Linked DNA regions of Mus musculus: all the other regions are linked to region 2. A link is a contact called in public Hi-C and HiChIP or PLAC-seq data. All regions are on one chromosome and are shown on one strand. The core of a region is the stretch at or near the end of the contact, and the rest is flanking DNA. Distances in the headings are between cores, read along the strand shown.

Region 1 (4,327 bases), core at 1,608-4,107, 220 kb after region 2:
CCATAGTTTGAGACACAACTGGAGTCCTCCGGTCCTTAGATATGGGCCATAATTGGCTGATACTAGAGACTTCTGTCCCCTAGGGCCCCCAGGGATGTGGGCAAGTGATGATAAGTGGCCAGAGTCGCTGAGGCTCCCACCCCATCAAGTTCTTCCGAACCTCCCCTGGCTTAAGAGTTGAGCTCCACAAAGCAAATCCCCCATCTGCTGGCAGCCTGGCTGCCCCACCCCCTCACCCTCTCTGCTTGCCCCCGCTCTGCCTTTTGTCTACCTCAGGGGCCTTTGCCTAAGTACTCTCTCTCCTGGGCATCACTCCCAGCTTCTCCGTCAGCTTCTGGGGTCTTTGTTTCCCTGCTGTGTCTCCCTAATCCTCCTGTTCCTACCTGGCCTAACGGCACAGGGATGTGGCGATCACCCTAACGTGTTCCCACATCGGTTTCTATCCCCAATCTAACCAGTCTCGGCGTTCCCTGCGCGCTCCACCTTCCTGCCGCCAAGGAAGGAGGAAGCACAACAAACAAGTGTGCGCCGGGGCGGGCGGGCAGGTGGGAGTTACCTGCCCAGAGTCCCTCCCACCAGGCTGTCTGCCTTCACTCCAAAAGCCCAGCAGGTCCTATTCTATTCTGACAGTGGGTAAGCCCCTCTGGACACACCAGCCTTCCAACCCCATACAGATCCCATGTCTCCTTGGCAGGGGCCACCTTCTCCTCCGCTCTTATCTAACGTTAGTATGCAACTCTGTGTACACGATCCCAAGTGGGCCGGAGTTCTCCTAAGTAGATCACCCCAGAGGTACGTGTCCTTTCTAGAACAAGACTGAGGTAGAAGAGGTGCCAAAATGACTGGCCTGAGGACACTCCACTCCCTTCTCCCTTCAGGAAGAGCACAAAACACTTGGACCCTCTCACACCAGACATGGTTCCTCATTCTGATTTGTCGTTCCTTCTCTGTCACATGGTGGGTTTGGGCACTTGTATTACCAGGTGGGCTTTCTCATACACTCCCGGGCCAGGCAGGAACTAAGTCAGCTTAGCATGAGCCAGGCCCTGGCCTGAGTTTTCTACTGCGGTTGATGGAGGGGTGAGGGGAAGGGAGAGAGAATACCAGAGACCAAAGTCCACAGGGTTGGCCCCTCTCCTCCTGGGTCCTGTCCTGGTCACTGTCCTTCCATGATCTCTTGTCCAGGAGGGTATGTGACCTGCCCCCAGCTGCTAAGCAGCTCTCTGGCCTCTCCAGGGGCACAGAAGCTCACCCAGGCTAACACCAACTCACACATCTGCAGGGGAGCACCCACTCACTCTGTAGACACATGGCCCAATGTTTGGGCATTCTGGCACAGTCTCACAGGAGCACACTGTAGCCACTCACAAAGCAACAACATGCCTCCAGGACATCTCAGTCAGTCTCCGCATGCACACATGTAACTGACACGGGCGGTCCCACACACTCGCTGGATCTCAGACATACAAAGACGCCTACTCGGTGAAGTCACATGCCACCGCACAACCCACCGGAGGGCCACACAGGCACACCTTATCAGATCTCACATGTCCCCTCTTCCCACTGCCTTTCATCCTATCAGCTCCCTCCTTCCACTTGGACCTCGAGAACTATACTGCGCCCCCCCCCCCAAAAAAAAAAGACTGGGCTCCCAGCCCCCAAGCCTGGCCGCATTAATTTCCCTAAGCGGCACTCCGCAGTTTCCCTGGGGAAATTAGAGGAAGGCTGAAAGAGAGACAAGGGCAAAGGGATGAGGCCGGGAAAGGCAGCTGCTGAGAGCAAAGATAGCTTGACGTATGGTCAGGCGATGCTGAGCTCCAGCTTTTTCGAAGGCTCGTTTCTCCGTCTTTCTGATTTTTAGAAATTCAACATGAGGGGAGGCGATAATGGAAAAAAAATGGAAATCGGTAGTAGAGGAAGAACAAATGAAGATGGGCAAAAAATTTTTTTAAAAATTAAAAAGGGGGGGTGGAGAGGAGCAGCCCTTCAGGGACGAGGACAGACGGTCGGGCGGCAAGGGGAGGAGCCGAGGAGTAGCCTCCCGGGAGAGTCCTGTTTACACTTGAGGATCCCAAACCGCTTAGCAGAGGAAAGGTGAGGTCATAGTGGCAAGAGACCTGGGGGCTCGGCTCGGACATGGGGCCCGGGAAGCTAGAGGCGCCGCTCTCCGACGAGAAGGCGGACCGGGCAGAGGCGGGCGCGGCAGGCAGGGCACGAGAGGGGTGGGGATGGCGGGGCCGGGCGCAGGCCGGGCGGTGAGGCCCGAGCCACGGCGCGCTGGGCCGCTAGAGGGCGCCGGTGGTGCCGAGCGGGATAGGCAGCGCCGGGCTCCGAGCGGGGGGAGGGCGCAGCGGGGTCCGCGGGGACCGGGCGCCAGGGCCGCTCGGGGCCGTCGGGGGCGACCGGGCGCGAAGGACCGCGCCGATCCCGGGGCCGCCCGGGTGCCGCGCCGCCGCCGCCCCTGCCCGTACCTTGGCACTCAGCTCGGCCGCTGCCTCCACGCTCTTCTCCGACATGGTGCCGGGGCCGGGGCTGGCAGGGAGCCGGGGTCCCGGGGCCGAGGCGGAGGAGCCCTGGACGGCGGAGGGTGGCCGCGGCCGGAACTTGGCGCGGTGGCGGCGGCGGCAGCGGCAGCGACGGCCGCTCGGCAAGCTGGCTCGCTGCAAGAGGCGGCAGAGGCGCGCGGGGTGGGGCGGGGGTGGGTCCCGAGCAGAGACCCGCAGGGCTGCGGCCGTCCGGAGGGCGGGCGGGCGGGCAGGCGGGAGGACGATGCGGGCGGTGGCCGGCGCGCTCCGGTCGCGGTCGCTCGGTCTTGCTCGCCGCCCCCGCACCAGCAGAGCTGCCGCCGACCAGCCGCTGCCGCCCCCGGGAAGGGAACCCGCTTTTAAGGCGGCGCTGCCCGACGGGAGGGGCTTCCCAGGGGTGGGGCAGGCGAGAGCGGGGAGGAGAGGAGAGGGGAGGGGGATGAAAGAGGAGGTTGGAGAGGTGGGGATAGGAGGATGAAAGCGAAGGGCGGGAGAGCGAGCGGGACAGGAGGAAGGACGAGACCGGGCGGGGGAATGGAGAGACTGACGGTTCGGGAGCGAGCGGAGTGGGGCGAGGAGGTGGGAAGGGGTGGGGTTCCTGCGGGGAGACACCGCTCCAAATGCCAGCCTACTGCCTGCAAGCTGGAGTCTGGCTCCTGGGGGCGGACTGGCCAGACTCCTGCTGACCTCCTCCTTTTAGCCCTGGGATTTTGCTAAAGTGGGGGTGCAGGGAGTGGGGCTGTAGATGTAGAGGCTGGGCAGGTATTTGAGAAACCAAAAGCTGAAAGGAGAGGAAGAAGGCTGCAGAGCCACTTCCATTTCTCGCTCCTGTCCGCCTTCTCTAGGTGGCCTTGAGGAGGAAAGTGAGAGTACAAAGGACAGCCTGGGCCTCTCGGCTGGACTTGACATTTGTGGTCCTTGTCGGGTTCCTTCCAGTCTGTTTCGGGGGATGTGAGGGGCCCTCTGATGTTCTCGTCTGCCTCTTTATTCTTCTCTCCTCTTACCTGTCTCACCTCACTTAATTGCCTGGTTCTTGTGTTTCTCTTCACCTCTTCATTCATATAGACCGAGACCCCTCCCTTACAACCATCTACATCTCTTATGTCTCAATTTACTTTGCTCCAGATAACACTGTTTTCTTACCTGATTATCACCTGGCCCTATAAACTTAGCTAATTTTCAACTCTTTCCGATTGTCCTTGTACATTTTCCCTCTCGTAGCTCTTCTCTGTCTTCCCCCCAGTCTTTCTGAATTCAATTGTCCTTTGCACACACGGGCCCAGATACGGGGTTCCTTGTCCTCAGCGCCTCACCCCTAGGTTCAGAATCTTTAGATAATTTTTTGAGAACCCTAAGATTCAGAAAGAGACGGGCTGGCCTGTCAGTCTGAGGCCCGAACGGTGGATGAAGAAGAAGGCTGGGCTTTGGGAAAAGATTGTCTTTGGGGTGTGTGTGTGTGTGTGTGTGTGTGTGTGTGTGTGTGTGTGTGTGTGATCTGTCATTATTACCCCTCACCTTTTCCTAATCATTTTTATTTCCTTAATAAAAAACATCACCTTTAGCCAGATGACCTATTCAGCACTTGGGAAGCTGAGGCAGGAGGATTGCCATTAGTTTGAGGGCATCCTGAGCAATACATCTTGCCCCTTCCCGACCCCCCCCCCCAATTAGAAAAAAAGGGAAGCCATTGTTGGTCTTCCATCATCATTTAGCATGTGAGCGTGTCAACACACCATCGTTTGATCTCTCATACACATCTCCTGGTTTCTCTGACTCTTAATTCAGTTTCTTCGTCTCATAAA
Region 2 (4,923 bases), core at 1,727-4,226:
GACCAGACTGGCCTTGAACTCATGAGATCTGCCTCTGCCTCCTAAGTGCTAGGACTATGCCTGGGTATAATAGACTCTTTTTTTTTTTTAAAGTAAAAGAACAGGCTGGAGATATAGTTCAGTGCTAGAGCATGGGCCCAGTGTAACCGTGGAGCCTTTCTATGTCCATCCCAATTCCTAAATAATTACCCAGAGACTTTGTAATTTATTTTTAAATTTTTATTTATTTATTTTATGTATGTGAGTACGCTGTAGCTGAACTGATGGTTGTGAGCCATCATATGGTTGGTGGGAATTTGAATGCAGGATCTCTGCTCGCTCAGGCCTAAAGATTTATTTATTATTATATCTAAGTACACTGTAGCTGTCTTCAGACACACCAGAAGAGGGCGTCATATCTCACTACAGATGGCTGTGAGCCACCATGTGGTTGCTGGGATTTGAACTCAGGACCTTCGGAAGAGCAGTCAGTGCTCTTAACCGCTGAGCCATCTCTCCAGCCTGAGGCTTCATTATTTATGAATGAATGCCTAGGCCTTAAGCTAGGCTTGCTCCCCAACTAGCTCATAATTCAGTTAACCTGTTTATATGATAGCCACATGGCTAGTTAACTTTCCTCAGTTTCATACTTCCAGCTTCCTCCAAGTCAGGATGGCGAATTCTCCTGCACCTGACTGCTTCCCAGAGTGCGCACCTGCCCCCCCCCCCATGTCCCACCTTCTAATCCCGGCTCAGCTTATTGGCCATCAGTTTTTTTACTGACAGGTGATGCTTTTACACAGTGCACACAAGATTATCCCTACACCTAGCAGGCAGGAAGAAGCCCTAAGTCCAACCCCACATTCTACAAATAAACAGTGCTGAAGTAAGGAATTAGGGTGATGGCTAGAAGCCATCAGTATCCCTGAGATCTGCATGGTTTGGGGAGCTTTTGTTCTGTCGCTGCTGCTGTTTTTGGAGACAGGATCTCTCTGTGTAGCTCTTGCTGGCCTGGCTACAAGTACTCACAGCAATTTACCTGCTTCTGCCTCTCAAGTGCTGGGATTAAGGATGTGGGCCACCACGCTCAGCTGTCTCAGAGGTTTTGAAGCAGGGTTTTTGTGATGTAGTGTCGCTGAGGTATGTGGCTGCAAGCAGTTACCAGTAGGAGGCCATTGCCACCACTTATGGGTGAGATATAGGGACGTAACTGAAAATTATAGCACGTATGCCCTCCCACACACACACACACACAGCGAAAGGAAGGAAGGAAGGAAGGAAGGAAGGAAGGAAGGAAGGAAGGAAGGAAGGAAGGAAGGAAGGGGGAGGAAGGAAGGAAGGAAGGGGGGGAGGAATGGCCTGGAGATATGACTCAGCAGTTAAGAGCATTTGTTGCTCTTTCAGAGGACAGAATTTGATTCCCAGCACCACATGGCAGCTTTATAACTGTCTGTAACTCCAGTATCAGGGATGGGACATTCCTCTTCCGGCCTCCATGAGTATGAAGCACATACATGTGCACATTCATACATGTGGACAAAACACTGTATAAGATAAATCATCTTTAAAAAGCATAATTATCATAATTGTAATTAACAAAGAAGGCAAGAGAAGGCTGATTTAGGTAGAAAATCAGCTTTAGTTATACAGCATTTGAGAGAGTACAAAATGTCATACTAAAAATATCCAGGGAGGACCCAGGGGACACAGGACTAACCTAGGGAAAGTTAGTGCTGGCGTAGTTTGGCATAAAGATCATATTAAGTTGTGTGAGCATCACGGAGTTTTCACAGAGGCAATACAGCAAAATTAGAGAAACAAGCTTGAAACTTTTAGGAGCCAGAAAAAGAGTCTTCAGTGGGAGTGTGGGGAAGTTCAGCACTTGCCTAGCATGTGAGGCCCTAGTTCAGTCCCCGACATGGGTGGGCGGGAGGTAGGGTGTGCTGTAGAATTGATATCAACAGCTGGTTCAGCACATAGCACTTGGAATTCCTCCTTCTTCCTCACATTGGACAAGCATAGCTTACTCTCTGACCCAGGTCCTTCGGTCTGCTGCCTGACCAAGTGGGGCCATATCGTATTCCTGCAGAGTTCGTAAATGGCTAACGGGATGAAAGGCTAAGGGGATGTATCATATTTTAATGAAAACAGTTCACTTCTGTTTTCTTCAAGTGAAGCAGCACGCCCCTCAACTTCAAGATTAATGAGTAATTGTACAAGTGTACAGGAAATAAGGAGCTAACACTAACACAGGCAGTGTGACGTCCCCGGTCCCAAACACAACTCAGTGAGAAGCACAGAGACCCCAGGGAATAGTCTCACTGTGCTGTTAACCCGCTGAACCTGGAGTCCCTGCCCCTAGCTGCAGCCCGTCAGTACACAGCACATCCTGGACTTTGCTCTCCTTAGAACGAGCCCTGTTCTAACAGGATCCTTGACCTAGGGCCCCGATGCTTCACCAGCGATAACCTCCTTCAGCAATCAGAAAGGAGGAAGACTGAGTTCTACCACAGGTTCTCAGATCCTCTGACCACCGATATTAAAACCTGTTTGGTGAGATTAAACAAAAGCCAGTGGCCTGTCAAGCTCAGGATTCCATTCCCAGGGCCATTGTTAGGGTTTTAGTGGTACTGAGGCCTACTGCTCGTAGACTTGTGTGCAGCTCATTTTTAAAGTACATGGCCTTCCGGTTAGACTCTGGTGTGCAAGCAGGTGCACGTGTCACGGTGCTTGGTGTTCTTGACGATTCGTAGGTGATGGTTGCCACTCTTATCAAGCACCAGTTCCCACAAAGAAAGAATTAAGACTTGGAAATAGCTTGTAGGGCACCACTCTCCCTAAAAACAGCTTCTCCCTGAAGGGGTGACCTAGCTGCCAGGCTGCCAAGCCTGCTGAGCTGGGCAGCTGCCAAGAGCAAGGTTCAGTGTTTACATACCCACCATGGGCCGGGGTTGTCACAGCAACTCACCCAGCACAGTTTGTCCCCTCCTTCCCTTGGCAACTTCCGAGCAAGCTTTGCCCTCACCTCTTGTGGTCTCGGTGTTCTGGGTAACCCCGCTTTCTCTGTTCTTTTGATTTTCCTGCCTGTACTTCAGCTTCTCACATACTCCCCAGTCTGCGCTATACTGACCTGAGTGGGACCATGCAACCTGCACTCCTCCCAACTTCCCAAGCCAGGTCCCCTGCAGCAGCCAGAACCAAAGCTAGCTGGCCTGTACAGCGTCTGCAGGAGCACGCCCGAGACCCTGGCTCCTGCCATGTCTGCTTTCTTGGTCTTATAAAATTATGCTTTCTAAATTCCCTGGTAAGTTAGAAATCGGGGAAGGATCTAGGCTTGGCTGGCCTGTTGAAAGCTCAAGACGTGACCCTTGACCCCAAAATAGCAAGGGAAAAGACAGGAAAAACGTAAGCCGTGAACACAAGAACTCAGAATTCAGGGCAGTGTAGGTCCTGCAGAGTTGAGGCAGCTTCCCACACCCCAAAGGGCAGGAAGACAGCGTGGCTCTCCTGAAATAGCAAGGTCCAGTATTATCGAGAAATGTTAAATTAGGGCTGGGAGAGTACAAACCCTGGGTGTGGCCCAGGCGTGGGAGGTGGGAGCGGGGTTAGGGATTAAAGGCCAGCCTCAGCTATAAAGCTAATTCAGGCAATCTGGCATACACTAGACCCCATCCTTAAAAAAGAAAATTTTAAATTCTCTTCAACTGAAGAGGACAGAGAAATGCATTGTGTTCTTTACTTTTGGTACATCTCACATGCTTAAAGGTTTTAGTACTCAAAAAGATTAATTCTATCTATCCAGAATTTTTTTTAAAGATTTATTTATTTATTATATGTAAGTATACTGTAGCTGTCTTCAGACACACCAGAAGAGGGCATCAGATCTCATTATAGATGGTTGTGAGCCACCATGTGTTTGCTGGGATTTGAACTCCGGACCTTTGGAGGAGCAGTCCTGTACTCTTACCCACTGAGCCATCTCACCAGCCCCTATCCAGAATTTGTGAGCTCTCCCAGACAATTAGAATCTTCTGCCTCAGCCTCCTACCTGAATTCAATCCCCAGGACCTGTATAATGGTGGAAGAGAGCAAACTCCAAAGTTGCTATTTGATTCCAAACACTGGCTGTACACACGTGTGCATACACACACACACACACACACACACACACACTTATATACAATAATATATTTTTTTAGAGTAAAAAGTTTGAGGTTTTGTTTGTTTGGTTTTGAGGTGCGTTTTCATGCAGCAGACTGGCCTCTCACTTGCTATAAAGCCAGAAATGTCCTTGAATTCCTGATCCTCCTCCTCTCCATCCCAAGGCTGGGATTTCAGGTCTGTGACCACCACGTCTGGTTTATGTAGTCCTGGGGAATCAAAGCAAGAAAGTGAGTTCCAGGCCAGCCTAGGCTATATAAAAACAATTACAAGGAACCAAGCATGGTGGCGCATGCCTTCAATCCCAGCACTCAGGAGGCAGAGGCAGGAGGATCTCTGTGAGTTTGAGGCCAGTGTGGTCTACATGGTAAGTTCCAGAACAGCAGAGCTACATAGAGAGACCTCGGGTCAAAACAAATAAACAAAAACGGGAACTCTGCGTTTCCGTGTAACACAGAACTGGTGACGAAGACACTCTGGGGTAAGGCGAACAAGTAGAAGGCCTATCTAGGCTGTAGAGAGTTCAGGGTCAGCTTGGGCAGCTTCTTAACACCCTACCTCAAAACAATGAACTGTGCAGAGAGGCCTGGAGCTATAACACAGTGGTAGACAACTCTTCCAGCGTGTATGAGGCTCCGGGTTCAGTCCCTTACACTGTAAGTAACGACATAATTGAGCATTTTGTTTTATGGATTGACAGTTTTTAAGCCACTGGGCGATAGTGGCGCACACCTTTGATCCCAAAACTGGGGAGGCAAGGGCAGGCAGATCTCTGTGAGTTTC
Region 3 (4,655 bases), core at 2,146-4,645, 180 kb before region 2:
GGTTCAGCAGGGCAGTGGTGGCACAAGTCTTTAATCCCAGCACTTGGGAGGCAGAGACAGGTGGATTTCTGAGTTCCAGGTCAGCCTGGTCTACAGATTGAGTTCCAGGACAGGTAGGGCTACACAGAGAAACCCTGTATCAAAAACTAAACAAAAAAAAAAAAAAAAAAAGTCACTGATTCAGCAACCCACTGCCAAGAGAAAGCCCCGCCTCCCCAGACCACGCTGTCCCAAATCAGAAACAGAACCTTCTGCTCTCCTGGGTTTTATACCAAGCAACCTTTGCTCAGAATGTCTTTTTGTTTGTTCAAGGCAGGATTTCACTCTGTAGCCAGGCTGGCCTTGAACTCACGGCAATGCTCCCGCTTCAGCCTCCCAAACACTGGGATTACAAGCGTGTACACCTGCATCATCACCATGTGTGTCTTTTTTTAATTCCCCGACCTCAGCTATGGACGGTTTCTTCTGTATTTACTCATGGTCTCTTGTGTTTCTGAAATATTCTGAAAACCCTTACAATGAGCTTCAAATATGCCTCCTGTCCCAGCTTCTCCAGACAATCGTGGCAATACTCGATTCCATTTTACATCTACTGTAAGCCAGGAGCATCGCCTGTTGTCTCATCCAGTCCTCCCTCCCTGTTGGCAGAGGGTGTGTTTTCTGTCATTCATGCCTCACAAAGAGGAAACGGAAGCTCCCACAGATCCCGTGGCTTGTGGAAGTTCCAAAGCTGGTTCTCCACTGAGGCTTCATTCATCCCAGCATGTTTGCCCAGCATGCTCTGTCTCCGGGATTCCTCCCAGTTGCCCCGCAGACCTGCCTGAGCACCCATTTCACCTTCCGGGCTCCACCACTGTACAGACTCCATCCCTGGGAAGGCCTGTTTCTATGAAGATTGTACCACCAGCTCTCACTTTCCTGCTGGCCCTCATCACCCAGGGCATTGCGAGCCTGAGAAGATGAACTCTTTAATTTGTAGGGAAGATTTGGAGTGATTTATACTAAAAGACAAAATAAAACACACGAGTTCAGTGATAATAGAAAATGAATACCATAAAAGAGAGGGGAGAAAAGGAAGGGGGTTAGTGTTGAGATGAACGTGCTCTAAAGTCAAAGGTTAAATTTATCTTTGAAATAACAGCAGCATCCAAGCTAAGCCATAATACACACTAAAATCCCAGCCACGCGGGAGGCTGAGGCAGAAGGATCATAAGTTCAAGGCCAGCTTTGATCTCATTTCAAAGTTAACAAAAAATTAAAACATAGTAGTGGTGCCTTATGCCTTTAGTCCTAGCACTGCGGGAAGTTCAAGGCCAGCCTGGTCTACAAAGTCAGTTCCAGGATAGCCAGGGCTACACAGGGAAACCCTGTCTTAAAAACCAATAAATAAACAAATAAATTAATAAATAGTTGGCAGGATATAAATATGGTTGATTCTACTTTTTAAACCCTATGCACAATTCAAAAGACTATTAAAAGTAGTCTAGGGGTTTGGAGAGATGACTCAGAGGTCCCTGGAATGGAAACACACACACACACACACACACACACACACACACACACACACACACACACAAATAGCTCACATGTGTCTATAACTCCAGGTCTGGAGTTTCCAACAACCTCTCTGGCCTCCACAGACACTGCGTGCACAGGTGCACATGCATCCACCCAGGCAAAACACTTATGAACATAAAGTACAAATAAGTAAATTATTTTTAAAAATAGGTTAAAAGTAACAGTATTCCAAGAATACTAAGCAGAAGTTATTTTGGGTGGAGCGATTTTGACTGATTATTTTCTCTTATTTTCTACTGACTAAATTTTAAGTAGTAAGCATATGTCATTCTTATTGAACTTTTTATTTTGATAAAAATTATATATTTTCTTACAGACAAAGCAAAAGACATATATTTGTCTATATCTATGTAATATTTTTATCTCTAGATGCAGATCTAAACTTTATTTGTATGTTTAAACAAAATGGAAATGGGGCAGGACCTGAGGTGGTAAGGTCCAGGTTTGGCATATTTTTTTGGTCAAGTCACATGACATCAGAACAGAACTCAGAATCCCTAGAAGCAATGTAGATGAGATTTTTCAATTGACTTGCTTTCTTGGACCACACCCTTCCATCTGATCCTTCTGCCACAGTTATGAACAAGCCATGCACATACACACACACACACACACACACACACACACACACACACACACCTACTTCTTAGGATACCAACATGCAATTCACTAGGCAAGATTTCCTCTTCCTTCTGTCTTCTGATCTAGTCCATTTCCTATCCCTCATCATTGGTCTTTCCCGACCTTATCTTACCCTGATAAAATCTTGGAAGCCCTCCCCACCCCTCCCTCTCTCCTAGCCACTACCTTCATTCAGGCTTCTGCCCCAGTGCTGGGAAAATCTTCCAAACCTCCGTGCGTTTCACATCTTGTGTGTGCCTGCTCTCCGGCCTCATGCCAAGGTCACTGTCAAGGGGAGACTGCCTCCATCGTTGTGGATCCTTTAAGTTCACAGGCTGACCCCTAATACGAATTATCCCATACGTGGACAAGTCGGGAGAGAAGAGCGAGTAGGGGAGGAACATTTTCTCTAATCAGGAACACCTTACAGGAACTGGCATGCCTGCTCTGTAGTCCAAGCCTCCACAAAACAAAGTGCCATAAATTTTTTGGTGGAGACAGGAACAAATTTTTTAAACAGGACACCATGTCCTTGTGGACAGCACAGCTGTCCCGGGTACCTGGTTTCCCTTCTAAGAAGAAAGAGTCACTCTCCCTCTGCGGCCACACCCTTTGCTTGAAGCGCTAAGTAGTTGTATCCCTGAAGACTCGAGCTGACCATATGTCCAGGAAAAGATGTTTCTTCCACTCTGCAGCTGCCCTATCTTCAACAAGATCTAAGTTCACTGGGAAGCCAGAGTTCAAGGATGGAGGCGGGAGCTCAAAGCATAGCCTTGCTTTAGTGTCCTGTGATCTTGCAACTCCATCACACTCATATCCACACCTGTACACCTCGGTGCCCTCCTCAACCCAGTTCTTCTTCACCTCACCCTGTGCATTGAAACCCCAGCTCCTTGGCTTCCAGGTGAATAAGAATTGCAAAAAAGGGGCCAATAGGAAAGCAGAGCCTTTAAGTGCCTCCACAATCTACGATGCCTGTGGCGAGGATCCTGGAATAAAGGGCAACTAGCAGCCCCAGGAAAGTCTCCCAGAAAATGTTAATCCGATTTAGAGACCCCAGAGTCTGGCCCTCCAAACCAAATGTTTCCAGGTCCCTAAAACTTCAGATCCCATCGCCTCAGCCATTCCCCAAATGGACCACCAGATGGCACCAGCAAGCAACGAGGATTTCAAAACCAAAACTAAACTGGGAACTCAGATTTTTTTTGCTGTTTATGCAAATGCTTCATTCCCTGAAACATTCCTCCGGGAATGGTCACCCCCTCCACTGCCACAATCCTTCCCTCCCCTGTATGCCTACTCCCTCCTTCAACTTACAGTGCCTGAAGACTCTGTCAGGAGAGCTGAGGACCCAAAACAAACTGGCCTTGAGACATGTGAGTAAGACTGATGGGTATCAAGGGAGGAAAGAGGAGTTGGGCATAGGAAGCAAACATGCGCCCATATTACTTTAAAGAAAAAAAAAAAAGAATACGGAAAGAAAATGGAAGGGGAATAAGAAGAGGAATACAATATCCTTCTTCCCATACTGCCAGCTCCAGAGCACATACTTCTCAGGGTCACTCCTCAGCCCTCCTCCCAGGGTCCAGACCCTTAGACATGAGCTGAGCTAGCCTCTCCTTTCTTGACTCTGGGTTCATAGCAGGGTAACAGTGAGGGGAGGGAACTCTCTGAGAGAGGAGAGAACCCCCCCACGTGTATTTCTCAGACCCCACATGTGTTTCTCTCTCCCCCCCCACACACGTGTGTTTCTCAGACCCCACGTGTGTTTCTCTCCCCCCCCCACACACACACGTGTGTTTCTCAGACCCCACCTGTGTTTCTCAGACATGATGAAGGGTTTCTCCCAGGGGTCTTTGCTGAAGCCTTGGGAAACTTTGCAGAGCCATCACTGGAAAACTTCACCCTCAGATAGCTTCTACTCCAGGAAGAAAAGGAGGCAAAAGAGAAGGGCAGAGAAGGCAGTTCAGAGGCTGGGGGTGGGGAGTGTGATAGAGTCCAGTGACCCCTGGACTGGGCACTGACCTACGAGAAACTCAGCTGCAGCAGATGCAGAGGCTGCTGATGCCCCCAATCACAGAACCACTATGAAGTCTACAATGGGCATGGGGGAAGAACCAGGCAGTTTAGTCATCCTATTCCTGCCTAAGGCAGTTCAAATAGCAAGGGTGCTACACAACACCCTTGATCCTCCAGCCCCACAAACACTCGCCTCTCTCTTTGACAGGTGGCTCTTTGCCCTCCTGGTGACCCTGTTCTATGGGGTGGAAGGCTCCATTTACCTCCCTCAGAAGCTCTATGGAGAGGTGACCTCCCCTCTGTATCCCAAGCCTTACCCCAGTGACTTGGAGACAACCACTGTGATCACTGTCCCCATGGGGTACAGGGTGAAGCTGGTCTTCTGGCAGTTTGACGTGGAGCCTTCTGAAGGCTGCTTCTATGACTATGTTAAGGTA
Region 4 (4,595 bases), core at 1,578-4,077, 200 kb before region 2:
ATATAAAATAAATAAATAAACCTTTAAAAACAAACAAACAAAATCAAAAGCTCTCCTGTCCCAGGACACTCCTCAGTCCAGTTTAAGCCAGAACAGTGTGTCCTAAATACCTGCTAGTCCCATGCAAGACAGAGCTGTGGTCCGGCTCCTGCCCAGGAGTCTACTTTTAAAGCCCTCTCTTTCTCTTCTCCAGAAGATCTCCAGGGACAGTTTGACAGAGGGTCTAGCCTGGACACTCAGATTCAGGTTTCTTCCTCTGTTAACGAATGACCAGAGCTCAGAAATAGAGTACAGATTGGCCCCTGCAGACTGTCAAGGATAAAGACCAGGCCAGCTACTGCAGGATTCCTCACCTTAGCTGAATCATTGCTGTTTCCTTTCTGACAAGTTGGTCATGGACTAAAATGACTGCTCACCCTGTGGATAAGAGTGACCTCTGGCTTCCCAGGAACTCTGGGTGACCCTAGTAGGTAGAGGAGGAAACAGGTTTCAGTGGTCCTTGGGAGCTCAGCCAGAGGGGTCCACTCCTCCCACTCCTCCCACTCCTCCCACTCCTCCCACTCCTCCCACTCCTCCCACTCCTCCCACTCCTCCCCAGGGTGTGTAGGGTCAGAACATGCCACAGCGGTAGATTGTGTCTCAAAATTGTGATTGGGAAACTGTGTATGCTCCTCAGTCTCCACTTTTCCCTCAAAGGTGTGGACCAGGGCTGCTCTCATTTTGTTGTTTTGTTAAGTTTTGTTGTGTTGTGTTTTGGTTTGGTTTGATTTTTTTTTTGAGACTCACTCTGTAGACCAGGCTGGCCTCGGACTCAAAGAGATTCACCTGCTGAAATTAAAGGTGTGCACACCACTGCCTGGCTCTCCTAATCTTTTTAAGTCTGCAGAAACCAAAGACACTGAATGCATTTGTCTTAGTTGCTGTTCCATTGCTGTGAGGAGACACCATGGCCGAAGAAACTGATAGAAGAGAGTGTTGAGTTGGGGGCTGGCTTACAGTTTCAGAGGGTTAGTCCGTTATCATCACGGAGGGGAGCATGCTGGCATGCAGACATGGGGCTGGAGAAGTACCTGAGCTCTCAAGTGCACCACAAGTGCCAGGCAGAGAGAAATCCTGACTGGGCCTGATGTGGGCTTTTGAAACCCCACAGCACACTCCCAGTGACACACCTCCTCCAACAAGGCCACAGTCTCTTCCACTATCGGGAACCATCCTCATTCAAACCATACTTTGTGTGTAATGAAACCACACGACCACATGCAAGACGGAAGAAGCAACTCGCTCTTCTCAGATTGGTGTGTGAGTCTAGAATGCAAATCCTTCTGCACACCTGCCTCCTAAGAACTAGACAAGCCATGTCTGCACGTGTTCCCTAACACACTCACCTCGTCATGTGTTCCCTAACCCTCCCACACTCACCTCTGCCTATGCTCCCTAACCTCCCCATGCTCACCTCTGCAGTGCTCCCTAACCCTCTCACACTCACCTCTGCAGTGCTCCCTAACCACCCCCATGCTCACCTCTGCATCCTTAACCTCCCCATGCTCACCTCTGCAGTGCTCCCTAACCCTCCCACACTCACCTCTGCCTGTGCTCCCTAACCACCCCCATGCTCACCTCTGCATCCTTAACCCTCCCACGCTCACCAAGCCACGGGTGTGTGTCTTCCCTTGGCAGGGGGTGCAGGGAAAAATCCTCTCACTCACGCTGTGACTCCTGATATGATTAACCTTACAGCTTGGGTTGACAGCTGAGGTGAGTCCCGAGGGATTCAGAGATTCCTGGGGATGGACCACAGCCTGCTATATGAGGAGCCTCCAGATGTTGTGGTAGGGACTCAAAATGACAAAATGCATGAACTCACCCCTTCTTTTTTTAAAAAAAGATTTATTATTTATTTTATGTATATGAGTGCACAGATGGTTGTGAGCCATCATGAGGTCGATGGGAATTGAACTCAAGACCTCTGCTCGCTCCGGCCCAAAAATGTATTTACTATTATATGTAAGTACACTGTAGCTGTCTTTAGACACACCAGAAGAGGGCGTCAGATTTCATTAAGGATGGTTGTGAGCCACCATCTGGTTGCTGGGATTTGAACTCAGGACCTCCGGAAGAGCAGTCAGTGCTCTTAACCGCTGAGCCATCTCTCCAGCCCGAACTCACTGGTTCTTGACCAAGAAGGAGAGGAAAGAAAGACTCGGGGGTTCTTGAGTCACACACTTCAAGTTCTCCAAGAGGCAGACTGCTGGGGTAAATGAGGGGGGAGGAGAGATTAGTTCATTAAAGGCAGCAGTAGAGTCATAAGAAGTGTCACACAAGCCACGATACAAACATATAGTTAATAATATTCCAGAAGAACTGGGTATGCAAGTCCTTGTGATCCCAGCCCTCTGGAGGCTAAGGCGGCAGGATTGGCATGATTTGGAGCCCAGTCTAGTCTGCAGAGTGAGTTCTAGGACAGCCTGGGCTACAAAGTGAGACCCTGTTTCAAAAATACAACCAAGATCTAGGTGTGGTGTAATTCTAATGCTAGAGAGGAGGCAGAGCCTCCACTAATAGCAAGCTGGAGGCCCAGTCCAGGTTTTGCAAGACTATCTCAGCTCCCATCCCCCTAAAAAAAAGCAAAGAGCCAAAGGTCATGTGTACATATGTGTACATGTGCACATACTCTGCTCTCTCACGTGTTTTAAAGGTCTTTCCTTTCAATTATGGTGAGAGCTATTCCTGAGTCTGTCAGCAGGTGGCAGACCTGCACCCAGAGTCTCAACTCATTTCCAGTAACTTCTGCCTTCTCCCTAAAGGGCCTCCTCTAGCCCCACCTCCTACTCCCTGGCCTGAGCCAAGCACTCTAGCCAGTTCCAGATGTCAGGGTTCAGAGGCCTGGTCCCAGAGCTGGAGAACAGCCTATGGAGTTCTCCCACCACAAGCTGCATGAGCAAGATGTGAGTTTGCACCATAGAGGGCCCTGGAGAAAGAAAGGGGCTGGGAGAAAGGAAGGGAGGAAGGCAGGACATGGGGTTACATAAGTATACACACACACACACACACACACACACACACACACACACACACACACACACACACACACGGCCGGGTGGGGGGGCAGGGAGGGGCGGAGGGTAGACAGATGACCCAGAGGGAACTAACTGAATTTGCCTGTTCAGTGCTCTGAGCCAGGAATTATTTAAATGACCCTAACTTGTACTCCAGGAGGGGGTTAGGAAAGGCTGAGGCAGGAAGCCATCTGGGTTAGACTCACAAAGGAAAAGGAGCCATAATAATGTCTTCATAGGATAGAAACCCCGCAGTCTTGGAGATCGGGCTACAGAGGAATCCAGATAGGAACCTACACAGACTCGGTTCAGGAAAGTGGTATCCAGAAGTGCCCAACACTCTGGGGCCACGGACACAACTGCTAGTCCCTAAGCCTCCGGAGCCTTTATCATCTCTGGCCACAACAGAACATACACACACAGCCTCTGGTAGAGCTGTATAACCTCACCTTGTCTTCCCTGCTCACTCACAGGTGCTGGTGGCTCCTTTGGGGAATCCTCCATACTTGCCCCACACAGGCCTCTGTGCTTTTGGCCCAGCAGTCACCACAGCAACTGACATCCCCTGGATACCCAGAGCCATATCTCAAAGGCCAGGAGAGCCACACTGACATCGAGGCTCCAGAGGGGTTTGCTGTGAGGCTGACCTTCCAGGACTTTGATCTGGAGCCATCCCCAGACTGTGAAGGCGACTCTGTCACAGTGAGCTGGACAAGGGGGTGGAGAGCTGCAGGGGCTCTGGGGAGGGAGCCTCCCATGGGCAGTGGGTGATAGCTCTGCTCTGAACCACCCATCTAGAGAAGAGATAAGGTGTCCAAGTCAGAGGATCTAGGGCCTAGCTACAGCCTGATCACTCAGTATACAGCCTCCCACCCGTCCCTGGCAACTCACCAAGGGTTCCACCAAGGCATCCGCAGGGACCCACCAAGCTCTGAGAGAAGGCGGCTGCGGGGCAGAGCCTGAGTTTTGAGAGCTTACAAAGAGACACATAAATATTGTTGCTCTACAATCTTGTCAAAGGCCCGGGATCTCACCCTCCCTAGCTAGACCTTGTTGAGTGCTTTCTCTACTGAGTTAGGAAACTGGATGTAATTAATGACAAATGTTCACCCTCAGAAGAACAAGTGAAGACCGATCAAGTTCACCTGGGATGAGAGGCCACAAAATCACAGCAAGGGCATTATTCAAAATAAGAGTTCTTTTAAATCATAGTATGTTATCTTTTGAGTTAAATTTTATTTATATCAAAGTAAGATATGCATATAATTTTTAAAAATCAGAATCTTAGCCAGATGTGGTCAGTGAGACATGTTATCCCAAAACTTAAAAGGTTAAGTCAGGAAGAGCCAGCCTGAACTATACAAAACAAGTTCACAGCCAGCTTGAGCTACATTGTCTCAACAAAAAGTAAGTTACCCAGGCTACCTTTGAACTCACAGTTCTCCTGCCTCAACCTTCTGAGTGCTTAGGTTATAAATCTTATTTAAAGACTTTTTTAAAAAATTCTAAAGGGCTAGGAATACAGCTCATTAGTAAAAT

Evidence for each region. Hi-C and Micro-C count contacts between places; a contact is called where the count stands out from the background. HiChIP or PLAC-seq counts read pairs in DNA pulled down with a chosen protein or histone mark.
Region 1: a FOXA1 HiChIP or PLAC-seq map of pancreatic cancer cells shows a contact between it and region 2. The contact joins the promoter of Ptms here to the enhancer-like site in region 2. A contact is called at or near these places in 4 of 39 promoter capture datasets (the C10 cell line, cranial neural crest, hippocampal neurons and 1 more), 2 of 484 Hi-C or Micro-C datasets (the N1E-115 cell line and palatal mesenchyme), 2 of 115 datasets of contacts at active chromatin or transcription factors (embryonic stem cells and pancreatic cancer cells) and 3 of 9 other capture datasets (adipose tissue, liver and pancreatic islet).
Region 3: a Hi-C map of nephron progenitors shows a contact between it and region 2, with 1.8 times the contacts expected there. The contact joins the promoter of C1ra here to the enhancer-like site in region 2. A contact is called at or near these places in 3 of 39 promoter capture datasets (macrophages, neural stem cells and second pharyngeal arch cranial neural crest), 1 of 15 datasets of contacts at CTCF or cohesin (the NIH/3T3 cell line), 6 of 484 Hi-C or Micro-C datasets (Sertoli cells, embryonic stem cells, microglia and 2 more), 2 of 115 datasets of contacts at active chromatin or transcription factors (embryonic stem cells and microglia) and 3 of 9 other capture datasets (adipose tissue, embryonic stem cells and liver).
Region 4: a contact with region 2 is called in an HNF4G HiChIP or PLAC-seq map of pancreatic cancer cells. The contact joins the promoter of C1rl here to the enhancer-like site in region 2. A contact is called at or near these places in 10 of 39 promoter capture datasets (the 3T3-L1 cell line, the C10 cell line, the HPC-7 cell line and 4 more), 1 of 15 datasets of contacts at CTCF or cohesin (embryonic stem cells), 12 of 484 Hi-C or Micro-C datasets (B cells, the G1E-ER4 cell line, beige adipocytes and 5 more), 7 of 115 datasets of contacts at active chromatin or transcription factors (the HPC-7 cell line, embryonic stem cells, microglia and 2 more) and 3 of 9 other capture datasets (adipose tissue, embryonic stem cells and liver).

What each region holds. Positions count from the first base shown.
Region 1 is chr6:124,915,089-124,919,415 of GRCm38.p6, forward strand. Ptms (parathymosin) reads right to left here and starts at 2,858. Exons shown (of 5, transcript NM_026988.2): 1 at 2,472-2,858. The coding sequence starts at 2,516. It overlaps A230083G16Rik (RIKEN cDNA A230083G16 gene), which reads left to right and starts at 1,775. Exons shown (of 2, transcript NR_152158.1): 1 at 1,775-2,094.
Region 2 is chr6:124,691,440-124,696,362 of GRCm38.p6, forward strand. All of the region lies in intron 1 of Lpcat3 (lysophosphatidylcholine acyltransferase 3), which reads left to right. Among named protein-coding and RNA genes, the nearest start is that of Emg1, 18 kb to the right of the region's middle. Within about 2 kb of position 2,977, at least 141 of the 459 cell types and tissues checked have an H3K27ac peak or open chromatin away from gene starts, as enhancers often do. A contact at or near this core is called in adipose tissue, beige adipocytes, cerebral cortex and 6 more, where this site is marked.
Region 3 is chr6:124,509,226-124,513,880 of GRCm38.p6, forward strand. C1ra (complement component 1, r subcomponent A) reads left to right here and starts at 3,396. Exons shown (of 11, transcript NM_023143.3): 1 at 3,396-3,575; 2 at 4,427-4,652. The coding sequence starts at 3,574. C1rl (complement component 1, r subcomponent-like) reads left to right here. Exons shown (of 6, transcript NM_181344.5): 6 at 1-1,418.
Region 4 is chr6:124,490,286-124,494,880 of GRCm38.p6, forward strand. C1rl (complement component 1, r subcomponent-like) reads left to right here and starts at 2,828. Exons shown (of 6, transcript NM_181344.5): 1 at 2,828-2,945; 2 at 3,530-3,758. The coding sequence starts at 2,866. Gm44096 (a long non-coding RNA gene) reads right to left here and starts at 4,117. Exons shown (of 3, transcript XR_003956364.1): 1 at 3,948-4,117; 2 at 3,506-3,850; 3 at 1,868-2,245.